2 separate regions of the Anas platyrhynchos genome follow, and region 1 is linked to region 2. A link is a contact called in public Hi-C data. All regions are on one chromosome and are shown on one strand. Each heading gives the region's core, a stretch centred on a gene start, on an enhancer-like site or on the middle of the called end of the contact. The rest is flanking DNA. Distances are from core to core; before and after follow the strand shown. Region 1 overlaps UST (uronyl 2-sulfotransferase). Region 2 holds the start of UST (uronyl 2-sulfotransferase).

What was found. A called contact is a pair of places that touch in the nucleus more often than the background predicts.
Region 1: a contact with region 2 is called in a Hi-C map of skeletal muscle, with 2.2 times the contacts expected there. The contact joins the enhancer-like site here to the promoter of UST in region 2. A contact is called at or near these places in 2 of 8 Hi-C or Micro-C datasets (skeletal muscle and subcutaneous adipose tissue).

The regions. Positions count from the first base shown.
Region 1 is chr3:53,033,718-53,039,580 of IASCAAS_PekinDuck_T2T, reverse strand. The region is part of intron 4 of UST (uronyl 2-sulfotransferase); the gene reads right to left. Among named protein-coding and RNA genes, the nearest start is that of UST, 91 kb to the right of the region's middle. Within about 2 kb of position 3,185, at least 4 of the 8 cell types and tissues checked have an H3K27ac peak or open chromatin away from gene starts, as enhancers often do. A contact at or near this core is called in subcutaneous adipose tissue, where this site is marked.
Region 2 is chr3:52,943,415-52,948,574 of IASCAAS_PekinDuck_T2T, reverse strand. It overlaps UST (uronyl 2-sulfotransferase), which reads right to left and starts at 2,764. Exons shown (of 10, transcript XM_027454344.3): 1 at 2,142-2,764. The coding sequence starts at 2,412. It overlaps LOC106016535 (a long non-coding RNA gene), which reads right to left and starts at 363. Exons shown (of 3, transcript XR_001189356.5): 1 at 1-363.

The sequences.
Region 1 (5,863 bases), core at 1,936-4,435, 91 kb before region 2:
TTTCAAAGAACAGTGTATTTCCTTTACCTTATCACAGTCCCCTCTTTCCCAATCTTCTCTCTTGTTTCTTTCTCTGCCCTTTCAGTCTTTTGTCACAGGTCACTTTTTTCTCTCTGATCTTTTCCTTTACTTGTTTTTGGACTCTTACTGATTAATGAACATCTTTCTCAAGTTAATGTACTCCAAGGTTGGTAATATAATCTACAGTGCAAATATGAGCACACAAACTAAAACAACAGTAAAAAATGACAATTTAAGCATTTTGACTAATCCCACTGGCCTTCAAGTCCATGGTAACTAAATTTCAAGTAATGATTTCTATTCAGTGAATATTGTATTACCTGCTAAATGAAAGCTGAAAAGTCTACTATGTGAAGAACATGGGAAATCTATGGAAATAAATTTTAAAGCAGATAATCTAAAAAACTGTGAAAAAGTTCACTACAGGGCAATGTTTTCAAACAACAACAAAAAAACAACCACAAAACCCCCAAACTCTTAGATCATACAAAGGTCAAACTCCACATTAGATTTGTGCTTAGCCTTCCATCAAGTCACAGTTAAAAACATCATTACACTGTCACATCATTAAAAAAAATTAGTATAAAAAAAGAAAAAAATTTAGTAGGAGGGATTACAGCACCATGTGGCCATTCATGAAATGTGTACTTTACAAGGCGGACCTCACATGATGGTAGAAAGTGTTTCATGATGTGTTAGCAAAAAATATAGATTATAATGAACACACATAAAGACATAGTGTTAAAGCCGGGCACATAGGTTTAGCTGACATTTCCCTACTTTTAAGGGCTTACCCAAAGGTTAATATTTTTTTTTCTTAGCATATTTTTAATGACATTCTCTTTTTTTTTAAAGGAGAGAAAATCCACAACATGAAACTACTTTAGTAGGTAAACTTAGGCTGCAATCATTGTTTCAAGATGTCATTTCAAGGAGGTATTTCAAAAGCCCGATCCCTCCTACCAGTGAACTGCACAAAATGGGTGCAAGCTGACTGATTTACTGCATTTAATGCAGAGTATACTATAGTTTGTATTTGAAGGGGCGTGGACATTCTGCATCTTCTTAGGCCAACTCCACAGATTTGCCCTGAACATTTTTCTCAAAAGCTAGTTGAGTACAGTTAAAACACATAACAGGCATGTTCTGCAAAACATCTGCATTCTGTGTGGTATTACTTGCTCTGGAGAATTTGGAGAAACAAGAATTCTCAAGTTGTTAATAAATGGGAGGGTTATGACAAATATTCCATGGCTCTGTTTTAAGTCAAAGAAAGCAGCATCACAGAATCACCGCTGTTTTACAGACGTCTTAGCAGTCTATAAAACATTTAAAACTTAAATTATATTTCCAAATTGACAGGTCGAAGACACATGTGCAGGTTAAGCCGTGGCAAAGCTTTTTGAAAATGGGAATAATTTTTAAATTGTATCATTTTATCATACAACCCTTATGAACAATCAAAATCTAACATGCAAGGCTTTCAAAAGCCAAGCTTCCAATCAATGCAGAGTGCCCCTGCTTTCAAACATGCAGCTGATTCGCATGACGTATAGGCAAGTTACTTTTCCAAGAGTTACCTCCTTTTTGTTTTTTGGCTATGGACACATTTTACAGAGCCCAAGAACAAGGAATGCTGTAATGTAAAAGTGCTGTGTTGAACTGTTATTTTCTGCATCAGAAGAAACACAACTGCCAAAGAACAACAACAACTGAACAATATTCAGAAATCAAGCACAATTTTGCACTTATCCATACTGAATCTCTCTGTGCCTGTATCTGCTTCATATAGCACGTGATGTACTGGTACCCATAATTCAGAACTTGGGTCTGAGTTGAAGCAAAGGGTGTAAACTCATCAGCACTACTGCATGTGACTGTGTCTGTCCCTACAACAGACTGATTTTTATCAGTTAGTGTTGGCCTCTGTGTCTATTTAAAAAAAGTAATACAAAAATCAGTAATGCTGATACAGACTGTTTACCAAAAAAAAAAAAAGATTTTTTTTCAAGAAAAACAAGGGCTTTGCACATTAACTTTACTAATGAATAACAGAAAACCAGAAATATTTCTTATGTTGATGCCAGGGACTCAAGGCAAGTACCCTCAGGAGCAGAAAACCTAACAGATTTTTCTCTCCTCCTCCAAACCTGTCCCCCTCGTGCACCAAGCAGGAAAGACACAGCAGAGCTGGGGCTGGCATTCAAGCAGGGCAGAGGGTGGTGGCCGCTGGCTGTGGCCCAGCAGAAGCCTGGCAGCTCCGTCTTGCTTGGCTTTCTTTTCGGCGGAGGCACCTGCAGCAACGTGGTTGTTTCTGGATTTTCTACTGGCCTTACAAATTGTATTTGAAACTGTCCAACGGGTTCAGAAGTTATTTAGGAATGAGGTGTGGGGGGAAAATGGAAAGAGAGGCGGAACAGCTGGAACAGCTGCATGAGCCTTTAGAATTTAGAAAACTGTGCTAAAAGGAACACACTGTCCTCTCCTGTCAAGCACAGGCACACAGACACCAAATGCAGGCACACCGCAGGTATTAAACTGCAACTGAAGAGAAGAATGGGGCAGCAGCCCAACAGTGCAGAAAGGCCGATTCCTTGCATCTGCTGCTGGCCGTTAATTCATTCCGGCTTCTCAGACAAATAAGATATACTGAAATTTAAGGGCTAATTAAAACGTGAGATTAAATTGAGTTCACGCTTCATCTCTTTGCATCTATTTACCACATCATAAGACATTTTAAAGGAGATTACTCCAGTGGCATATGACTCCTCCTACAGTACGTAAAGAATTCATTGCTTCGGTGAAACCTGAAAAAGCCTGTTTCTCTCTCTGGGTGGTCTTTTTAATGCTTCTCCCACCTATGACTTTACCCTGACCTAGCCAGCCAGCCTTTATGCAAGCAAAAATCACTTACCAGTCACTGACAGAGGCACGCCTTTAGACTTTAACACATTCCTGTGTAATGTTCATTTACCCTGAGACAGGAGGGAGCAGGCAGGCTTCCAGCTCTGCTTGAACCGGGGGCTGTAAGTGCATGTTCCGAAGATATAAAAACACCTACTGTGATTAGGTGTTGGAGGGAAGAAATCTGCCTTACCACATCCAGACTGGGAGTTGTGCAACTCTCCCGATCCCTGACTCATCCTGAACCAAAGCCTTGGCCTCGCTGCCCCTATATGCATTCCTGCAAATGTTCTTCTGCTTCTCTGAAATCTGTGACACTTGGAGCACACTCCAATGATCTTGAATGGTTGCCAAAAGACTGTTATAGTTACTTAATTCATCAGAAGAGTTCAAGCGGGGCTTTTCCACAAACTTGAAGCTTCTTCCCACTTAATTTTTCACAGGCTAAATAAATAGTTGACAAGGGGTATCTATGATAAAACACAGTGAACTTGAAATATGAAATAGCTTTTTATGTTTCTGCAAGTTATTCCAGTTTTTCAAAGCTTCTACAGCCTAACACTATGCTACTTGCATCTACTAATAACACCTGCCATCTCAGCAAATGTAGCAGCAGCATATAAATCTGTACCTACCTTGAGCATATACATTATTATGTATGTGCTTCTGATTAACATTTCAGAAGCTTTTCACAGCAATATTATTGTAGAAAATTCAGTTCAGAAAGAGACATGTAAGAGACCTTATGAAAGATGCCACAAAACCCACAGTACTTTTAATAATGGAATTGTTCCCACGGTTCTTTTTAAATAGATGCAGTATTGATACTGAAAAAGAATTGGCATATGACAAAGCTAAATGACAGCTGTCATCCTGATCCTGCCACGTGTCGTTTTCAGGCAGACATCCATGCACGGATACAAACCTTTGGAATTCTTGAGATCCTTGTAAGTGGTGATGGGTGCTTCTGCCTTGTGCATTGTGGGCTTTAGCACAGGTTATTATGGACAACTTCTACCTTCCTTGGGTACATAAGATTTTTTTTTTGTTTTTGTTCTTAATGTTTTTCTTTTTAAACAGCAACAGCCAGTATAAAACCAAAAGGCATCCAAACATTTATCTCTGCAGATAACAACATTTCAAAGTAGGGTTATCAGAAGAAGCCATGTAGAAGCCGGTCCAGCATTTAAAATTACCTGAGCAAGACAATGGTCATTAATGAAAAGCCTCATCCAAGAATCACAAGCAAAGGAGGATTCAATAAACAGCACCATTTCCCCAAAAATAAATAGTCCCAAAATGGACTGGATGGAGCAGCCACCCATCTGAGGCACGGGGATGTCTCCTAAAGCTGGACAGACACAAGGCAGACTGGAAACACAAGCTGGGAAACTCTGTGAATAAAGTTTTTCCTTAACTGGTCTGTGACATGTGCTACACATAAATTCCCTCACATTAGAAAACAGCAAGAAATCTAGTTTTTTGTCTTCTGTTTGAAGCTGCAATTAATTAGATTTCTGTCAGTAAAAGTTCACATGAAGATTTGCTTTAATGTTTTAAGATTTAACTTTTTGTCTGCCTCTTTGCACTCTTTTGGATTGAGAAAAGATAGTACTGAACTAAAGAAAGTCAAGAATGTAGGAAAGTAAATGAAGATTCATGACTGCAGCTGAACCAGCAGACACTCTTAAATTGTTCAAAAAGAGAGGAAAATGTCCCTGGCAAGTGTTCAGGTTGGGATGGGATTTTCAAATTTTCAGAACTTTATTCAGCAGAACTAACAGTGCCTCTGAAACATGCATGTGCTCAAATTCACCGGTGACCTAAGCCTTAGCTCACTTCCACTGGAGATTTTTTCTGGAAAGAAGATGTAAGTGATATAGGCCTTTTTTTTTTTTTTTTTCCCCTCGCCAGTTGGAAACAAACTAAACAGCATAAGTAAATGCCACAATGCTTTTCTGAATATTCAGAGAGCTTTAAGTGCTGACAGGTTTATAAGCAGGTGCGGGATGCGAAGGAGGAAAATCCAAACGGTCTGTCATTGCTGTTATTCACATCAGGGACATTAAACAAAAAGCAAGTTTATTTTTCCTACTACTGTTTGGGAAGCTGCAAGGCACCAATAACTGGAGGCGAAGCAGACTCCCTTTTTGCAGGCCTCTGCTCTGTTTTATCTACTTCTCTAGTAGCCAGTGCTAGGCTCTGAACTGCTTACAGCAATCCCTTCAGATCCTGAAAGCACTCAAACAAAAATGTGCGGTGACCTTGAAGCTTACTGAAAGAGTGGTGAAGATAACATGCCTTTACCTCCCACCTGTCTGCTCGATAAACACAGGTGGAAGCAGAATAAAGCATTCTCTATCCCTTCCTACAAACAAAAGGCTAGGTTCAAGGTATAAAACAGCAAAGGTGAAGTGACTTTGTTCACTGGACTAATATCCAGGATGGCTGCCCGGGAAAAACTTTGTGATGTCCAGTAAAGGTTCTGCTACAATACGTTGAAGAAAGCCTCATCCCTTTCCTTGTGAAGGAGCAATGATTTTCACCAAAGTGGGCTTCTTTTATCTTCAAGCTAAGTTGTCTCCTACCTTCAGCCCCACTCCCCGCTGTGCTGCCTTCCCACCAAGAGGTGCTGTGTAAAGTCTTGAGCTGTCAGTCAAGAAACACCACACTGATACTTTGCCACTTGTGTTTTTTTTAAGTTTCTGGGGTATTGCATGGCTTTTATGTTGAGCTGGTAGAAGGGCTAGGTCAAACAGGAAGAAGCATATCCCACAGGCAATTTCAGTTCAGCTATCCACTATGGATGGGCCATAAAAGAATAGTTCTAAAAAAAACCATCCCTCAATCAACCAGAAAGGAAAAAGAACGCACAGGCAAAACTAGAACACCTTCACAATACCATACTATTTATAACGCCTATTTAAATCACATTCTT
Region 2 (5,160 bases), core at 1,515-4,014:
CTGTGGCTTGGAAGGACTGGAAGGAAAGAGTTGCTTGTTCACTGGATCTGTGGCTTCAGGGGAAATAAAAAGTTTGATTTTCTTTAACGTCATGAGACTTGACTAGTCAAGCTGTTTTACAAAGCACCATGCACATATGTAGGGCTTTGGTCATTAGCATGGCCAGGTGTCCACTGCCTATTCCTCCAAACACTTCTCAGTCCCCTGGAAGGCAACAAGACTACCTGGTTACAAAAAAGTGTTCACAATTTGCAAACCTTACCAGTTGGACAAATCAAGGAGTACGGCACTGGTCTTGGAAAATGTACACTAGATATATAAAAACTCTTTAACAATGTCATCCATAGGGTGACAGCCCAAATGGCACTGTACACCAGCAAGGGTAAAATACCTGTAGAAAATAGCATTCAAACAAGCACATTTACGTTGAGGCAGAACAAGCTCCATTCACCAGCAGTGGCAGTGGTGCAGTTTGCTTGTTGGGTACCAGGGCTCGGGCCGCAAGGACCCTGCTTCAGACCCAGGCACCAGCCTGCTGCAGGGCATGAGACAAGTCCTCATCCGCAATGTCCCAGCTGACCTGGGCACAAGGAAGAAACTCCTAGGCTAACAAGTGCAGAAGTTCGCTAATGGTGAGATATGAATAGATCTGTCCACTTTCCTCCTGAGGGAAGCCAACATTAAAAAAAAAAAAAAAAAAGTGACCACACAACAAAAACAACCACCCCCGTTTTCAAAGAACACCGCACTCCTTCCCCAGGAGCTCATCACGTTTTGGCGAGTACAACAAAGGCTCCTTGGCACCTGCTGAGCACCTCACAAAAACAATCACCACCCATTCACCAAGATCCAGCGTCTTCCAAGCTTTTCATCTCCAGGCCTCAGAAGACTTTCCAGCAGAGACAGCTATGGTGGTTCAAGCATCCGAACCCAGTTTTATTTCCTGGATCCCTCAAGAGCAGTCAAAAGGCCATAAAATGAGATACTGTCTAACCCCGTGTACCTCTATCTATTCCCTATTCTCTATTCACACACGCCAAGCAAGACTCATCCTTAGTGAAGATTAAAATTAAAAAATTGGCACGAACTTTGCTTTGAAACAGAGATATCTGTACTTGATCCAATTAAAAAGTCAATCAGTTGTAAGCAAAACCTGCTTCTGCCTTGGTGGAAAACTTGTCCGTTTCCTCTTCAGTGGAGGAATATCTTAATAATTAACATTACATGAAGAAAAAGAGTCAGTAAAATCCAATTGGCAATCCTTTGGCAAAGGCAATATGCTGGTGCATTTGTGAAGTAACGTTCAAAGAGTTTCTTCTTCTGTTCTCACTTGAATTTTCATTGACCTTTTTCTCCAGGTACAGTAGACTCAGACTATGAACCGGGCAGGATTTCTGTCCACCTGGTCCTCTCCCCCACCCCACAAAACAGGGACAACTCGCAGTGGGCTGCTCTGAACCTTGTCCAGCTGAGCTCTGAGTGCCTGCAAGGACAGCTGGACCTCTCTGGGTAGCCTGTTCTGACATCTGCCCACCCTCGTGTTGAAATTTCTTTCCCTAACATCTCATTGGCACTTCCCTTGCTGCAACTTTGCCTGTTGCCTCTTGTCCCACTGCTGTGCGCCTTCCAGAAGAGCCCGGCTTTGTCCTGTTACCTTTTAGCTGAGGATACGGGATAGCTTTCCTTTAAAGAAAAGTAACACACTGAGACGTACTCCTAGGATGTTCACAAAACACATACGCACGCATACAGCTTTCAGCTTATTTTTCTGAGCCACAAGTACTGCGCTCTACTTTGCAACCTAGTGCTGCTGTCTCTTACGGGTTGCCCTTTTGCAGTGCTTAACGCTGACAGCTTGCCTTCGCAGCCACGAGGAGCTGAGGTGGTAAAAGCCGGTACCGAAACGACTCCGCAGCAACCTCCCCGTGAGGCGAAGCCCTCCGCTCTCCTTCCCCGTGCGGCTCAGCCCCGCCGCGGCGCGGCACTTGCACAACCCCGCGGTGCTCCCCGCTCCCCCCGGCTCCTCCGCTAGCGGGGCAGCCACGGGGGGCACCGCAACCCGAATCGCTGCGGGGCTGCGGCTCTGCCCCCATCCCATCCCCGAGGCGCAACAAGTCCCCGGCGCGCCCGGCCGCGCTTACCCAGATAGTGCCGCAGGTCCAGCAGAAAGTGCGGGGGCCCCCCGTTGAGCTGGTAGAAGAGGGAGCCCAGGCAGAAGAGCAGCAGGGCGGCCATGCAGAAGCCGTAATCGCGCAGCGAGAGGAAGGGCAGCAGCGACAGCGGCCGCCGCCGCCTCCAGCCCCCGCCCGGGCCCGGGCCCCCTCCGGCCGCCGCCGCCGCCGCCGCGGGGGGCCGGGTGTCCGGGCAGCCCCCGGCGCCGCCGTGCTGCTGCTGCTGCTGCTTCTTCTTCATCCTCCTCCCCTCGGCCGCCGCCGGCTCACGCAGCCCGCCGGGGAAGGCGCATCCTCCATCCGCCTGCTCGGCTCCGGCTGCCCGCGGCGGGGAAAGTTGCCGGCGGCTCAGGGCGCCCGTCCCGTGCCCATCGCCCGCCGCCCCCGGCAGAACCCGGCGCGGCGGCTAAGGGGAGGGGAAGGAGGTGGCCACCATCCCGCTCCCGGGGCTCCTCTCCTCCTCCTCCTCCTCCTCTTGCTGCTGCTGCCGCCGCCGCCGAAGCTCCGCTCGGCCTCTGGCCCCGGTGTCGAGTTACAGCCGCCGCTCCGCCGCCGAGCCCTGCGCGCCGCCCGGCCCCCGCCCCGGCCCCGCCGCCCCCGGCACGGCCCCCGCCGCCCGCCCACCCCTGCCCGGCCCGGCCCCGGTCCCCGCCGTCGCCTCCCCGCGAGCGACCCCTGCGGGCGCCGTCGGGCGCCGCCTCCACGGGCCCGGCGCATCCTGAGGCACCTGCCCCGGGCGGGGGTCGCGGGGCTGCCCCCTCGCCCCCACGGCCGAGCTGACTGAGGCGAGGGGAGCGCCCCTCTCGCCGCCTTGCGACGGGCCCCGGGGATCACGAAAGCCCAGCGTGACCCCCGGCCGCACATGGCTCGCAGTGTGATCCCTCATGACTTGGTCGTGCCCGCAAAGCTGCTTCACACAACGAGGGTGAAGGGTTCTCGCTTCGTGCTGGGTTGCTTAATGCCATCATCCTCTTCATACATCTCTTTTGGGACTGTTCGTGGCCCCAGGCACTGTCTGCAGCTGCGATGCATTTCGGTGCATCCTGTGGCCGCACTGCCACCACTACAATGGAGGGAGGAGGCCTGGTACAGCGCTGCCAGCCCACAGTCTCATTTTATGGACCTGGCTAGATGGGGAGGGCTTCCAGCCCTTCACGCGATCCCACGAGAGCCTTCTTTTGCTTTTAGCCAACAGCAAGTTCTGTCCTCTGTGGTTTGGGAGAAAAGTAGGAAATCATGACCCAAGTGCAACTCGCCAGGTCAGAAACCAAGATGCAATCACCCTTTTCCTTTTTAGGCTTAAAAAATGCATCCTGATTGAGGGGGGCTGACTCATAGTCCTTTAGCACTCGCAGCTGCAAATTCTGCTCAGTAGGCTGGATTCAGGCGTTTTTGCCACTGACATTGAAAGGCATGTGTAAATGCCTGAATCCCACCTACCTTTTTAGATTTGTTGCTGGTTTCCAGCAGTAAAGGGCACCTGCTGAAACAGGGAAATTAACCTTGGTGATGTGGACAGGACCAGAGCCAGAACCTGAAAATAAACAACTAGTGAGCAATCCCCTTGGATTCATTGATAAACAATATCCCCATAGTGGCTGAAAGATCAGACCTTAGAGGATTTGGAGGGGAATCTATTTGGTTTAGTTACAGTCTATGGCATCACTGCACAGATCCTTCAAAATCCACACTAAACCCAAACAAAAACAAAGTTAGGAACAATGACACCTCACTTCCAAGAAGGAGAAAACAAAAATGATAAAATATAACAGTTCCACTTCAGGCTAGTGCTCAAGCACCAAAAGTGACATAAAAGGTCAATCTTTAGGACTATAGGTTGCTTTAAACAGAAATCCCCAGTAATATTCAGCAGATACAGTCTTAAGTGTATTTGCATGGTTAGATTACCACTTAGTGATACTCGTGAATGTCAGTTTGAAACACAGAGTGTGAGGGGCTTACTTAACCTGCTCTGCTGCCGTGGATGTCTTGCATTGTTTTATATTGCTTTGAACACTTAAATTGTCTACCAGACAGCTTGCAACAACCACACTGCAGATTCATGTCGCAGTGCTAGTTAGTGTTGCAAATGAGAAACCAGTAAGCATTTACATTGAACGTTTGAGAAAAATGGATGCTTTGACAAGAAGACAGACAACATCTGTAAGGTGAATCAATAAATCTTTATTTTTCTAGTTGCAAAGAATGTCTTTGATCTCTAGGAAGAGATTGTGAAAAAAAAATTGAAAAGCAGATCTATCATTGGGAAGAGAGTGTTTTATTAAGAGTGCTCTTTCCATTGACAGGTAAAAAATTCTCTTAAGAGGAAGAAGAGAAATTATTCCTTTCATATGTATGAACTATCACACCTCTGTTATTCTATCAATTAAAATGCCTAAAATTAAAGTAGGACAACAAGTAGGAAAAATAAATATTGTTTACTTCGTTATAGCTTGATGTAGTGTAACTGTCTCCCTATTTTTAATTCCCCTGCTACTTATTGACTTTAATAAAAATAGTATGATTTTGCATGCACAGCATAAAGCAATGAAAACATATCCTTAGCAGGATTTTTGCATTCAAACACACACATGCAGAAGAATGAAAACCCACATTAAAGGAATGATATGGTTGAAAAGCCAAGTGTCAACACTTGAAGAAAATCCAAAGGTAAAATTTTTCAGACAAACTTGTTTTAACTTGTAGAGGATACAAGTTGCAATTCAGCCGTTAATTGTATGATTATATTGTTTGCTCCCAGGACTGCTGCCTCGTATGGTGTCTGCGACAGTCACTGATCATTGAACACGCAGATTTTTGGTTTATTTTTAATCTCTTTGTTCAACATATGTCCTCAGGCTTTGTTTAAAGCTATCTAAATCCTGCCTGTAATATGGAATTATTAATGTCGTAATAGGCTTTTCCACAGCATTCATTGTTACGGTACCTTGAGCATATGAGGAATGTTTCTGAATTACTTCCGTGTGAT